Linked DNA regions of Mus musculus: region 2 is linked to region 1. The links are chromatin contacts, called in public promoter capture Hi-C maps. All regions are on one chromosome and are shown on one strand. The core of a region is the stretch at or near the end of the contact, and the rest is flanking DNA. Distances in the headings are between cores, read along the strand shown.

The links. Capture Hi-C pulls out chosen DNA fragments and counts their contacts.
Region 2: a promoter capture Hi-C map of pancreatic islet shows a contact between it and region 1, with 4 times the contacts expected there. The contact joins two enhancer-like sites. A contact is called at or near these places in 10 of 39 promoter capture datasets (3T3-L1-derived adipocytes, the HPC-7 cell line, cranial neural crest and 4 more), 2 of 15 datasets of contacts at CTCF or cohesin (the NIH/3T3 cell line and liver), 28 of 484 Hi-C or Micro-C datasets (the AML12 cell line, the Patski cell line, cardiomyocytes and 12 more), 4 of 115 datasets of contacts at active chromatin or transcription factors (astrocytes, extraembryonic endoderm stem cells and hepatocytes) and 2 of 9 other capture datasets (embryonic tail and pancreatic islet).

The regions. Positions count from the first base shown.
Region 1 is chr3:28,664,281-28,670,888 of GRCm38.p6, forward strand. Tnik (TRAF2 and NCK interacting kinase) reads left to right here. Exons shown (of 33, transcript NM_026910.1): 31 at 1,400-1,559; 32 at 1,809-1,948; 33 at 3,619-6,305. The coding sequence ends at 3,702. Among named protein-coding and RNA genes, the nearest start is that of Gm52603, 20 kb to the right of the region's middle. Within about 2 kb of position 3,446, at least 6 of the 459 cell types and tissues checked have an H3K27ac peak or open chromatin away from gene starts, as enhancers often do. A contact at or near this core is called in pancreatic islet, where this site is marked.
Region 2 is chr3:28,734,075-28,740,682 of GRCm38.p6, forward strand. The region is part of intron 2 of 1700112D23Rik (RIKEN cDNA 1700112D23 gene); the gene reads right to left. Among named protein-coding and RNA genes, the nearest start is that of Slc2a2, 39 kb to the left of the region's middle. Within about 2 kb of position 3,502, at least 14 of the 459 cell types and tissues checked have an H3K27ac peak or open chromatin away from gene starts, as enhancers often do. A contact at or near this core is called in pancreatic islet, where this site is marked.

The sequences.
Region 1 (6,608 bases), core at 2,196-4,695:
GCATATGTTATACCATAACTGAGTTCCTGTTTCAATTTTTGAAAGAAGTTTGATTTATTCTCTATGCTAGAGAAATACAATGGCCAGACACTAAATTCTTGGAGAAAATCTCTTTTCTTCTATTAGTAGACATGCTGAGTGACTTCTCCAACCCTCAACTTTCTCAGCTGTAAGATGGAGCTCCAACTACCTATGCTATGATCATTTAATTGGCTCAAGGCCTAACATATTCAACTTCTTATTAACAATATGATACTCAATTTGCTATACTGACACATTGCATGAAACATTACCTTTGAAAGAAATGCCAGGTGGATCTACATATGTCAACTAGTAAGCTATGTTTCATGAATATAATCCCAAGGTTAACAAACTCAGGATATTCTGAAGCCACTCCATGACTGATTGGCATTTTGAGACATTAAAGAAGCCCAGTCCTTAAGCATGCTGTTTGGATGCATTTACACACATCCGGTTGTCATCCACACTGCATTTGATAGCTTTTTACTTGCATGTCTACATCATAGCGGAGATGCTGGGTGACCACTGATTGTCTTTAAACCCCTAAGGCCCTATGTGGCAATCACATATTAGAATAATGTGACAGTTTCAACCAGGAGGAGAAGTAGTACCTCCCTTTTCATAGAACCAGTCAATCTGCTATGTTAGCAGTGTGACCAGTAGTAAGGTCTATTACTTTTCTCTAATGGAATCATTCTGGTATTGGAGCTCCCAGGTGAATTTTCTGAGTGATGTATGAATGGCCTCCTTGTAGACCATATATGGAAGCAGTCTTTCTAGTGGGAAGCTAGGAATTCCAATCTTAGAAACATGTGCTCAGAGCCTGCTTCTATCACCAATCCTCAAGTTATATAACCCTGAGATGTAGTTCCCTCATCTGCAACCAAGCTTTCTATAAAGAACTTCTCTAAGGCCTAGAAATGATGTATGCACATTGTCCAAAGATTGGTGCTCTAGGTTCTCCATGCACCCAATGTCACTGTCCTTAAGAACCATCGGATTCGTGATAAAGTAACTGTGTTTGTGTTTACCTGGTGCCTTTGACAAGAGCAGAGATTAAATTAAAGTAGATTTCATTCTCTACAGTGAAAGTAACACAAAATTTCATTTGTAATTTTTAAAGATAAAAGTCAAGAGGTTGTCTTAGTGTCTTGTTTTGTTTTGTGTGATTTTTTTTCTGAGACAGGAATTCTCTGTATAATAGAACCCTGGCTGTCTTAGACTCCATTTGTAGATCAGGCTGGCCTCCAACTCACAGAGATCTGCCTGCCTCTGCCTCTGCCTCCTTGAGTGTTGGGGTCAAAGGCATGTACTACCATGACAAGCTGGTTGTCTTGTTTTAAAGCAGAGTAATCCCTGGCCTCTCTTTGTCTTCTAGATTCAGGGCAATATCACTCCTCATGCTATCGTCATCTTGCCTAAAACAGATGGAATGGAGATGCTTGTCTGCTATGAGGATGAAGGGGTGTACGTGAACACCTACGGCCGGATCACTAAGGATGTGGTGCTCCAATGGGGAGAAATGCCCACATCTGTGGGTAGGTTAACCATTCCTTATCTCCTTCAGCAGTTACACGCCCCAAATGAAACGAAGGGCAAGAAATGGGAAACAACCATTTGAGTTCACCAAAAAAAAAAAAAAAAGTCTGTGACTGACACTTGTAAGACTCTCTTTGTCTGTTTAATCTCAAGTCCTTTGTCCTTTTTGTGGTTAAGATGTAAACAAATGCTGTGAGTTGTTGCCCATCTAATGTTTTTAATGCAGTTTTGGAAATTCCTTTTGACAGCCTACATTCATTCCAATCAGATAATGGGCTGGGGCGAGAAAGCTATTGAGATCCGGTCAGTGGAAACAGGACATTTGGATGGAGTGTTTATGCATAAACGAGCTCAAAGGTTAAAGTTTCTATGTGAAAGAAATGATAAGGTAAATCCGTTTCAACTTTGCTTTAGTGTTTGCATTTTAAGAGACCACCAGGTACCTGTGAAACCTTCATTTTCCTTTATACTGACTCAAGTCACATCTGTGTTCAATGATCAATGACAATGAAGTGGCATTACTTGGTTTGATTCATGTGAACATTCAGAATCTATGACTCATGCATCCAAACCAGCATAAAACATCTCTTACTTTCTTGTAAACTCTTGGTGACTTTTGTGGCCTGAGGGCCTTCCAGTGACTTGACAACCATTGTAGACTCTCCTATGCACTTAGAGCAGCTAGCCCATCATTGGTCACCTCATAGTGGGTTAGCCTTATGCCTTCACTTTTAGGCCTTTCACAGAGACAGTGTTGGGACCTAGCTTTCATATTATATTCACCTTTAAGTGTAGAAAATATGACATGTAGAAATATGAGCTTCTAAACAATGTCACTCATTCCTAAGAAACATAGTCACAAACTCTACTCCTGCCATGTCCTGTCTCATTTCAGCCATGTGTCTCCTGACATGTCACAAGGGTTGGGGGGGGGGGCTACATTCCAACGGAAGTGACCATGTCTGTCCAGCATGATCTCTCGCCTCAAAGGAGTATACTTAAGTGGTCATGCTCTGCCTTGCCCTCCCTGGAGAGTAATCCGGAGTCTTTAATAGCTAATCTACATTTGTGAGCCCACCCTTTGAGACTATGTTCACCCGACCAACCATGTCCACATAGAGAATAACGTGATGGGTTGAACTGTTTACATTTCTATATTCACCCCAGTTCCCCAGAGGCCAGACTGCTCTTTATCCCACCCTGGTAATATGGATCTGGATTCTTTGACCCTGGCTAACTATTTCTGACCTGGTATGGTCTAGTGGGCAGTAGCTCTGGAAGACGAGGATAGTTACCAGGGGTCTTATCAGAGTATGCCAGAAACCAGTCTTAACAATTGAGACTCCAACACTTCTGCAGTCCCTAGATCCTAAGAAATGAGATGTTCTGTGTGTTGACCACTATACTGTAGTTCTCAGTGACCCACCCCAGCAGGCCTGGTCCAACCCATCCTCTCGGGCTAGTGCCTCTAGTTTACTCCCTGAGCTCACAACTAGCAACCTTTTCAGCAGATCTCCACTCTTCTCCCTGTTTCTATTCCCTGACCCCTGAGTAGCTGTAGTTTCCCCTGTAGCTTTAGCTAAATATCAAGCAACTCCACAAGCTTCTTAAGAAGCCATGGACACCAAGTAGCACAAACTTTCACTAGTGACACACTCATTCCTCAGACCACAGACACTGGCTTACTGAAGGGCTATTGCACAGCCCCATATAGTATTTTCCTGGGGCAGTGGTTCACTGACAATCAGCTCAAGCAAGCAGTCATCTAAATTCTGCTCACTTCGCCCAGGCCTTTGATAAAATGATTGAACTGGCTCAGACCTAATGGACTGTGCTTCTGCTTATTAATACCATTATCTCCCTTGGCCTGGGATCTGCTAGCATCAGCAGAGAGCCTAAGTGTTAACCCAAAGAACACTGTAAACACTGGCCATTGACACTGAGCCGATGCACAGTGAGGATAGGACATGTGAGAGAAAATGGCTGGCAGTTGAAGAAAAAGAAGGGGGAAAACAGAAACCCATGAAGTTGAACTAACTTGTTTTTAATTTCAAACAGGTATTTTTTGCATCCGTGCGATCTGGAGGAAGTAGCCAAGTGTTTTTCATGACCCTCAACAGAAATTCCATGATGAACTGGTAACAGAAGAGCACTTGGCACTTATCTTCATGGCGTTATTTCTAATGTAAAAGAACATAACTCATGTGGACGTATGCCAGTCTAGAGGCAGAATCAGAAGGCCTGGTTGAACATACTGCTCTCTCCGTTTCCTCTCCCTCCATCTCTCCCAATATAGTCCTTTTTGGTGTTGCAGCCTGGTTGAGAAGGAGAGAAAGAGGTGGCGGGAATGGCTGGGCAAGCGATTCCGAGGATGCTGCATTGTCTGTGGACAGAGATGGACCTTGTGCCCTTCGGAGTTAGGGATAGAGACAAATATTGTGTGCTCTTATGATTAAGCTGTGTTCATGCTGGCTTTTCAGTTCTTTTTGGTTTGGAACTTTTTAACTTTTTCCCCCCTTTACCACCTTACTTTGTAAGAATGGGGGGAAATGCATACTGGGAACATAGTCTTTTTAAAATTCTGTCTGCCTGCTAGCTTTAAGTATATGGTATGTTGTAAAAGTTCCAACTCCCAGTAGTGAGAAACATCGCAATAAATGGACCCTATCTCCCTGCACTGAAGGCCATAACCACATAGTGGGGTAATTTAAGAATTTTCTTGCCTTCACTAACCCAAGAGGCTATTTTTGTTTTGTCTTGTTTTGTTTTATTTTATCTTTTTTTTTTAATTGCTACTGGCTAATGAATTTTTGAAAGAGAAGCAAAATAGCTGGTTTTCTCCTCTCTGGGGAAATAGATTTTAAATGGCTAAACTATTAGCCTTAACCTAATAAAATCAACTACCACTCTTGTGAGTCTGTCAGGCCATATTTTGATATGGCCCTTTCTGGAATGGAGGGTGTTGAATGGGACAGCGATGCCATTGAGTTGAGTGGGCTTGTGACTGGGGAGGGACTCTGGGATGTGACTGTCCCTCAATTATTATGCAACAGATCAGGGCAAAAGATGGGATGACAGGTGGGTCACCCAGAAGGAGCTTCTGAGAAATGAGCTAATATGTCTATGTAAATACACACATGTTCTTTCTTCAAGGCACAAAGCCTCCTTGATAAGAGGTCCCTTCAGTTGGGCTTTGTTAGGACTGTGACTGGTTGAGATCTTTCCCAGAGCTGGGGGTACATAACAGCCATGCTCTGGAAACCCTCCCAAGGGTGCCACTTTCTCAACAGAAAAACTGTGATGGAGAAGAATTACTAATAAATGTTCCTGAGCTGCCTGTGTTCTTACTGGGTCGAGGGACTAACTAGACTTGCAAGGCTGCCGCACACAGCAGGCACCAAAAGCTCAGATTTTAGGGAACCTAAAGGCAAGGCTTTGACAAAATTCTAAGACTCTAATCATGTTATGTTCCTCCAAACTTTCCAACATACTGTTAACAACATCTGTGCAGAGATGTGTATGTATTTAGTTCAGGTTGACTTGTGTCCTTATAGAAACCCTTACTCGAATGATTTGAACCTTTATGTGACTGACTGGGATTTTCCTCAAAGCTATAAGCATGGCCGCCTACGGTATCCAGGTGTTGCGAAATGGTATCTGTGCTGTGCTTCCTGTTTTAACCTACCTCGTTTTGTTTGTTTTTGTTTCTCTGTTCATCACAGCAGTGTTATCTCCAGGAGACATATAGAGAGCTCACCTGGCAATCTCAGCTGTATTGAATATTTTCAAAACAGTAGTTGACCAAATTGTTCTTTAGAAATTGGAGGGGGAAAAAAAATCTCCAATGACAAAAACCTAATGCAGGTTGTTTTTAAAGAATACAATTACTGTAAATGGATCAAAAAAGAAAGACAAAAACTGGGATTCTCCTGATTTTGCCTAAAGAAATGAGCAGCTGATGTACTATTAATGAGAACGAAACTTATATTAGGAAAACGGCACCTTTTTAATCTGGTAGTTGGCCAAAGGGGATGAGAAAGGGGACTATTCTGAGTTCTGGACTAGGGGAAAATCTGTAATCTCCACAGGTGATTATTGTTTGCAGTTATCTGAAGCAGGTAACACACAGAAATATAGTCAGGGTGGTCTTCAAGTGATCACCAGGATGCGCCCGTCATGGTCCCTCTAGCTCTCAAAGGCAATGAAATCCTTCCGTTCTCATTTTTACTGCTGGGGTTATGCTGCCAAACAACATTGTCCTCATGAATTCCATGGGACAAATTCAGCAATAGATCTGGGTTGAATTTAGCAACTACCATAATTGGATGCTGATATGGACAAAAATAATGTAGATTTGGGTCTTGTCTCCAAATGCGATTGCCACCAGCTCTTTATATTGCTGCTGTGATGTTTTGAACCTGAGGCTTCCTTAAATTATGTTGCAAACTGATCTTTGTTTTAATGTTTTGTTTCGTTTCATTATTTCTAAGCGATACATCTGAAACACACAGCTTTAAATGATTTTTTATTGTGGGACTTTGGGTACAGTTAAGAAATAAAAGGGAATCATTGTGTTTAAACATAAGGTAGTTTGTGAATGTATTTTTTAAAATCTAGATTAATTGGAACAAGAAAATCATAAGAAAACATATTAATGCCGTCTTGTTTACAGTATGTACAGTGACATAACATTACATGAGCTTTTTCTGGTGCCAACAAAATAAAACACAGACGTTAAACATTGAGCCATGCCTTTTATATTTTTTTGTACAAATATTTTGCACTGAGCATACAGCAAACCAAATTGAAAAGGGCCCCAGTAATCTCTGCTCCTTAAAATACATTTATAGAATTCCTAGAAGCAGTTATACTCAGAAATAAATATTCTGGCATTTATGACAGGTCTCAATCCTGACATCATGAGGCCTTGGTCATGCAAAAAGTATCAGAGTGGTGCCCTAGTGATTCTTCATGTAGATCCCAAATTTGGGGTTGATTTTCTTTTGTTTGTTTCTGGTGGGTGTGATCTATTTATCTACTATAATTTA
Region 2 (6,608 bases), core at 2,252-4,751, 70 kb after region 1:
TGGGGGTGTGTGGTCCCTGTGCTACAAAGAAAGCTTGAAAGGCTCATTCTCATCTCAGCAAAGGAAGCAGCAACAGCAACAGAGCAAGTTAACTTGGAGGCAAGAGGGAAGACCAAGCAAGCAACGGGTGAGGAGGCCGATTTCTTTCTGCCATTTTTGTCTGAACTGCTACTAGAAGATGCTTCTACCAGAGGGCAGATCTCCCCACATCAATCAAGATGACCAGGGAACTTTTTCAGATGAGTATCTATGAAGGCCACTGAAATCTGTGACAAGCTGGCATTAAAAACCAACCCTAATCATATGTGAATGTTTCTAGGCTGAGAGAAAAGAGGAATAGAGAAAGAACTTCAGGGTGAATTAGAGGAAGGCAAATAACAGAGCATGAGAAAGTTTGATAGCAACAGCTAAGTATATGGCACATACCTGAGACCCCAGTACTCAAGATGCTAAGGAAACGGGATTGCTGGTTCAAGTCCAGAGTGGACTACAAAACAAGACTCATCTAAAACAACAACAGCAGTGGGCAAAGCTTGCTATTAGGAAGAAAGAGGAAATAAGAGATGGATTAAAATCTGTAGACATTTGTGAGACAATGTAGAAAAGTTACGGTTATTCATGTTGTATAGACAGCCTTCAGCAGACAAAGAGTAAGACGGGCCTGTGCTCTGAACAGGATTCCTAGAGGTAAGTAACTCCTGGATTAAGCACTGAAGCCAGCAGCATTGCTGGGCTGTGCCCTCACCACAGGGCCAGCAGCATTGCTGGGCTGTGCCCTCACCACAGGGCCAGCAGCATTGCAGGGCTGCATGCACCCTCATCACAGAGTTCTCAGCTGAGTCATTCTGGGCAAGTCACACAGTTTCAAGTTTCAGTCACTCACTCCTGTGTGAAATGAAAATAAAGACAGCATTAATCTTGCTTAGGCCCAAATAGTCACCCTCAAAGAATGCATTAGCTCAAGTGTGACTGTGTGATGTGCAAGTTATTTCGTCCCTAAATGGAGTATCAGCCAGCCTGTCCTGCTGTGACAAAACACCTAGACCAGTATTGAACTGTTTCTCACAGTTGGGCAGGCAGGAGAACTGTGTGTGCACATGGGGGGAGGAAGAGACTTCTAGCATGTGTGCTTTCTAACAAGTACACTGCCCCTCTTGATTAGGGTCCCCCACATATGAACTCATTGCACCCTTATTGTCTACTGTGCCAAAGCAGCTAACTGAATTTGGAGTGTTGAGTGTGAACTGGCAAGAGAGGTGAGTGGTCAGGTCATAGCAAATGGTACAGAACTTCATCTATAGACTATGAAGAAAATTGGCTTATTTGAGTATTGGGTCAATAGAATCTTATTTGTGCATAAAAAATATATAATCTGTAGGAGAATAGATAAGTACAACAAGGTAATCAGGGCTCAGAGAGATAGAGACCCTCTCTTCTCTTTCCTCTGTAGATCACAGCTTTAGCCATTTACTAGGTGTGTCTAGGTGGGGGCACTGAGGGGAAAGGCCAGGAAACTGGAAAGGAGCCTGTGAGATGGGAGAGGAGATCCTAAGGGAACAGCACCAGGAGGAAGGTGACTACATGGCATATAAACTCTAAAGGGGGTGCTGGAGGGAGTGGGGGAGCAGGGAACGGGAGTAGCAAGCTAAGGGGGTTCCGGAGGCAGCGGGGAAGGCTGGTAGAGGGGCATGAGGAATGGGAATAGCAAGCTTAGAGAAGGAAGGATATATGGAATGTCCCTAAGAAGACCTGTAAAACTTTGTATGCTAAGCTTTTAAACATTATTTATTTTATATGTATACACTTTTCCCTGCATGTATGTATGTGTACATGTGCACGTGTGATGCACGCAGAGGTCTGAAGAAGTCATTGGATCCCCTGGAACCAAAGTTATAGTTATGAGCCACCATGTGCATGCTGGGAACAAAACTCAGCAAGAGCAGCAAGTGGTCTTCAACACTGAGCCCCAGTAAATTTATTTTTAAAAAGAAAATATTACAAATGTCCAACAAATACATATGTAAAAAAATGTTTAACCAAAACTGCAGTGAGATTCCATCTTCCCCAAGTCAGAAACAACCACCCATGTAAGGATGCAGAGAGAAGACTATCTTACACACTCCTTCTGAGCCAGTGCACTAATGCAAGCACTGTGACTGCCAATATCTGCCAAAAAATATGAGGTAAGACTACTGTATGATCCAGATATCCCACTCCTGGGTATACACAAGATGCGATCTAAAGCAGGATATCACATAGATATACAAAGATATCCATGTTTATGCAGGAGTATTCATAACGGCCAAGACAAGGAAATACCTAGATGTCCATCAAAAACAAATGGATGAACCAATGTGACATGCCAAACACATGCATGGGAGCATTGTTTCCACCATAAGAGAGAATGAACATGTGTCATGTGCTGGAAAGTAAATGAAATGGGGAAAGTCATCTTATTAAGTGGAATAAAGATGGCAAATGTGACAAATGTTGGTATGCAGAACACACACATTATTCAGTCTCTCTATCTTACATGTACGTTATTCTTCATCTCTGAATATATTTTACACACATCCATCATTTTTAAAAAATGGAAAAGAGATACCCCTGCAAGAGAATGTTAGCTTCTCCTCACAACCTCTGCGCTAGTACTGAAGCACTCTCCCAAGATCAACCAAGGAGGCTTGAATGAGCTTTGCCACCATTTCAACACCTACCAAGGTAGAGTCAATAATAATTAATTAATTAGAAAATAAAACATCAGAAATACATGAATTGCAACTATATATTGTAAGATTCTGGGTAACTGAGAGTTGAAGATGGAGCCCCCAGTACCACCCCTTCACACCCAACTTCAGCAAAATGCAGCAATGTGCCAGTCCCTCTGATCTCAGGATACTGTGCAACCCTGGGAGAGCAGTGGAAGTGGCTGCATCTGGAGCTGGGTTTGTCCAGATGTGTCCATAGCTGACTGTCACCCAGCAATCAACGCAGTCAGCACTGACTATACTGAGAACATCTGACCAGTCCAGTTCAAACTTGTTCCCAAGTGACACCAGTGATTATTTTTATCTCATGATGTTATAGTTTAACTAACTCACTAATGATTAAGACTGTTTTGAAGACTGAGCAAGGCCCACTAGCTAAATGGCGATTGCACTTTAGTTAACATGCAAAGGGTGTGTGCTCCCTGCTGTTAGCTAATAACACATTCTAATTAATAGCACTTGGAGAAACTGTCCTGTCAGCAGGGGCCCAGAGGTTGTTTTCCTAATACATTAAGACAAGCCCCATCAGCTCTCCTCTGTTTTGTCAAATAAGTAACTGGAGCTACCTACCACTATTCTGATTCTTTACTTCTAAAAGTAATTTAGTTCCTAATTCGAAACACTCAAACGCTTTTGTTCATGGGCGCTTTCTTGAACTGGCATGTGGGTGGGGTGCTGCCAAAAGCACACAGCCCCAACCTTATTTACTCACCGCCAGCTCTGCCGGTGTCATCATGAGGGCTCCAGCAAGCAGTTCCAAGGCAATGGTTCCTTTTCTCCTCCTCATTTATTCATGTGACATACGTACTGCATATCACATATTATGTGTACTCTGACATATGATATATAAACTTTTCTGTACTGTCTCAGTCTTAGTCTTAATTGGAAAGGAGCTGATTTCACACACAAGGAGACCCACCTAAGCAATCAACTACAGCATCACCTAACACCACTTTGCTGGCCTATGAAACTGGTGGGGAGGCTTTATGAGAAGAGCCTCTGGGTGAGGTGGCGGCAGTCCCTGCCTGTGACCGTGACCAGCCTATTCTCTTGTGTGATTGACATGGAAGTCAGTGCTCACCCTCAGCAGTGCCACCCCTCCCCCAGCCCCACCTTGCTACATCTCATGTTTCAGGAGGAAAAGGCACAGTGACATAAGGAGGCACCTGCCCTCGCTCACAGCTTCTTGAAGATATCTAAATGGTGCAAATGAGGAATGATGGAGGTGGGAAGGGAAAATGGGTTGCATATAATATGAAATAAGAACAGTTCTCCCACCTTTCTGCAATTACATAAAATGTCCATTCTAATTGTGTTACAATTAGATGCAAGTACTTCTACTAACTCTGGCCCTGGTACTCAGTACCATGGGCTGAGAGTTCTACGACTGCCAGCCGGGAAAAATGTCGCTCAGATCTCCTGCATCCTTACTGATTGCTTTGAAAGGACTGAGATTTTCCTGTGGATTACTGATGGAAATGTTGGAGTCTCCAGCTATGAAAACGGGCTTGCCGTATGAAGCAGTCTGCGCCACTGTCACAGTCTTTCCCACATTGTCACCATTCTGGACTCTGCGAGTATTCCAAAATTCATTTTTATTTTTTGTGAGGGGGCACACAGGCCTTCAGCAGAGGTCAGGTTCCCTGGTGCTGAGGTGCTGGGCTACAGGCAGTTGTGAGCAGCCTCATGTGCTCATCTCTGGTCCTTTGGAAAAGCAGCAGTTGCTCTTTACCACTGACCTCTCTCCAGCTCCCACTACTGCCATTTCAACATGAGGGCTCCAAGTGACTGGGATGTAAGCAAACTGTACACACTTTCTCAGCTGGTACACAGCCAAGCAGAATTGGGATAGAAGTCCTTTGACTCTCAGGTCCCTTCCTCCTTCTCCTGTAATATGCTGCAACTGCTCTTATGAATTTTAAGGGCAAATAAGAATTCCTTACTTTATTCATTCTTTATTAGGCAGCATGAGGCAACTTACAGAGGTTTTCAGATATCATCTCTCCCTCATTTCCCACATTCAGATTCACTCAGAACCGTACTCCCCCTCAAGAAACAGTGTTAATGACACTCAGTGCATATGTTTGCAGTTGTAGCTTTCAGTAGGTCAGAAGTAGGTTCTAAAAAAAAAAAGAAAGAAAGAAAAATAGCCCTTAGTGTGGTCCTGAAGAGAAGGCTCTGTAGTTATGTGTACTAGCTGCTCTTCCAGAAGACCAAGGTTTGAGTCCCAGCTCATCAACCATATGTAACTGCAGTTCTAGGCGATCTGATGCTCTCTTCTGGCCTCCATGAACATTGCACACACAATGCACAGGCACATGCAGCCAAAACTCCAAACAGGAAAAAGAAGGTCTCAGTCTAGTGGGAGAGGCTCTGTGAGGCGCTCTCAATCGTTGCTTCTTAGCTTCACTAGCTTTGTTCTTGAGGATGCTGGCATTCTCAGGAAGTGCTGAGCTCTGCCTTGGTGATCCCATCCCCGGAAAGGCCTCAAGGTAGGGAGATGACAGTCAACACATAGCTTAGCCACATGTAGCAAAGACAAAATGTCTCATGGGAGTTAGAAGGAGCAATGTGCTATGTTGTGCGAGATGTCTCTGTGATATCTCTCTCAGAGACCACATGGATGGACTGCTCTGTAGCCAGACATTTGGCAACTTAATTGAGTTCTTTTCCCTACCACCATTCTTCCCCCTTCCAACACCTACCACTAAGTAGGAGAGAAATAAAGCAAGAGGGGGGAGGGGCATCAATATTGTTAGATTACTTCCTGCTGATTAGGGGCATCAAGTTCCTCGGGGCAATTTTGATCTTCAGCAGCAGGAAATCAGCAGTCAGCAACCAGCAATCAGCAAACAACAGGAGAAGCAGCTGCTGCCACCTCTCTTGGGGTTCTGGTATTTTTAATACCCTCTGAAAAGTCCCCAGAATGCCAAATGTAAACTATCTTCAGTGGGCAAAATCACTCCTGTGCCAGAGCACAAGACAAATAGTTAGCTGGTGTGGACAGTCTGAAGCAGCCCCTTATCCCACACCCTGGAGTAAAACACAACACAAAGACAGTTCTCTGTTTTAAAAGAAACTAAAGTTCTCACTACACTGCTCCCCACCTATGTTTTCATCAAAGACAAATTCAAATCACAAGACTCTCCATATGAAGGCAATAACCACTTCCAACCTTAAGAAGTGAAAACCCACATTCAGATTACATTCGGAGATCTGTTCCACCATGTGACCCCAGTTTCTTCATCAAAAATCCAGGCCTTTGGTCTAGACTAGGGTAAACTTTGGATCCAATGTAGGTCAGCTAAAATCACCACACAGGCATGTAACTGCTTAAAAGCAAGAGGGGATGTCCTGCTCTCTGTAGTCTCCAAGTGTGAGGCTGCTGCCCTGAGGTAGCCGAGTTGTGGAGGAGGAGCTTCCAATCCCACCCAGAGTAGCTGCAATTAAGGGGCCTTTCTTTGTCTTGCTTCACTAATCATCCCATCCAACCTTTGGGCTCAGGACTCCCCAGTGAGCCCCAGATCTGCTGGGCTCCGGGATCCAGTGCATGAAGAGGTATGAACAGGAGCCCGGAGTCATGGCCTCAGTCTGATTCTGAGCTCTGTAACAGAGCAAGTTACTTAACGACCCTGGATCTCTTTCGGCGTTTGTCAATGGTGATGATAGCAGGAGGTGCTTTCTGGGACTGCTGAGTTAGGACTGAGGAGGGCTAAGGTCTGTGAGGATCACACAGGACCGTGAGATAAGAGGGGAAAGAAAAGCTGCTGAGCAACTGAAGATTCAGATTGCCCTGAGCCAGGAAATCCAATCAGTGTGGTTCCAGGAGAACATGGAATG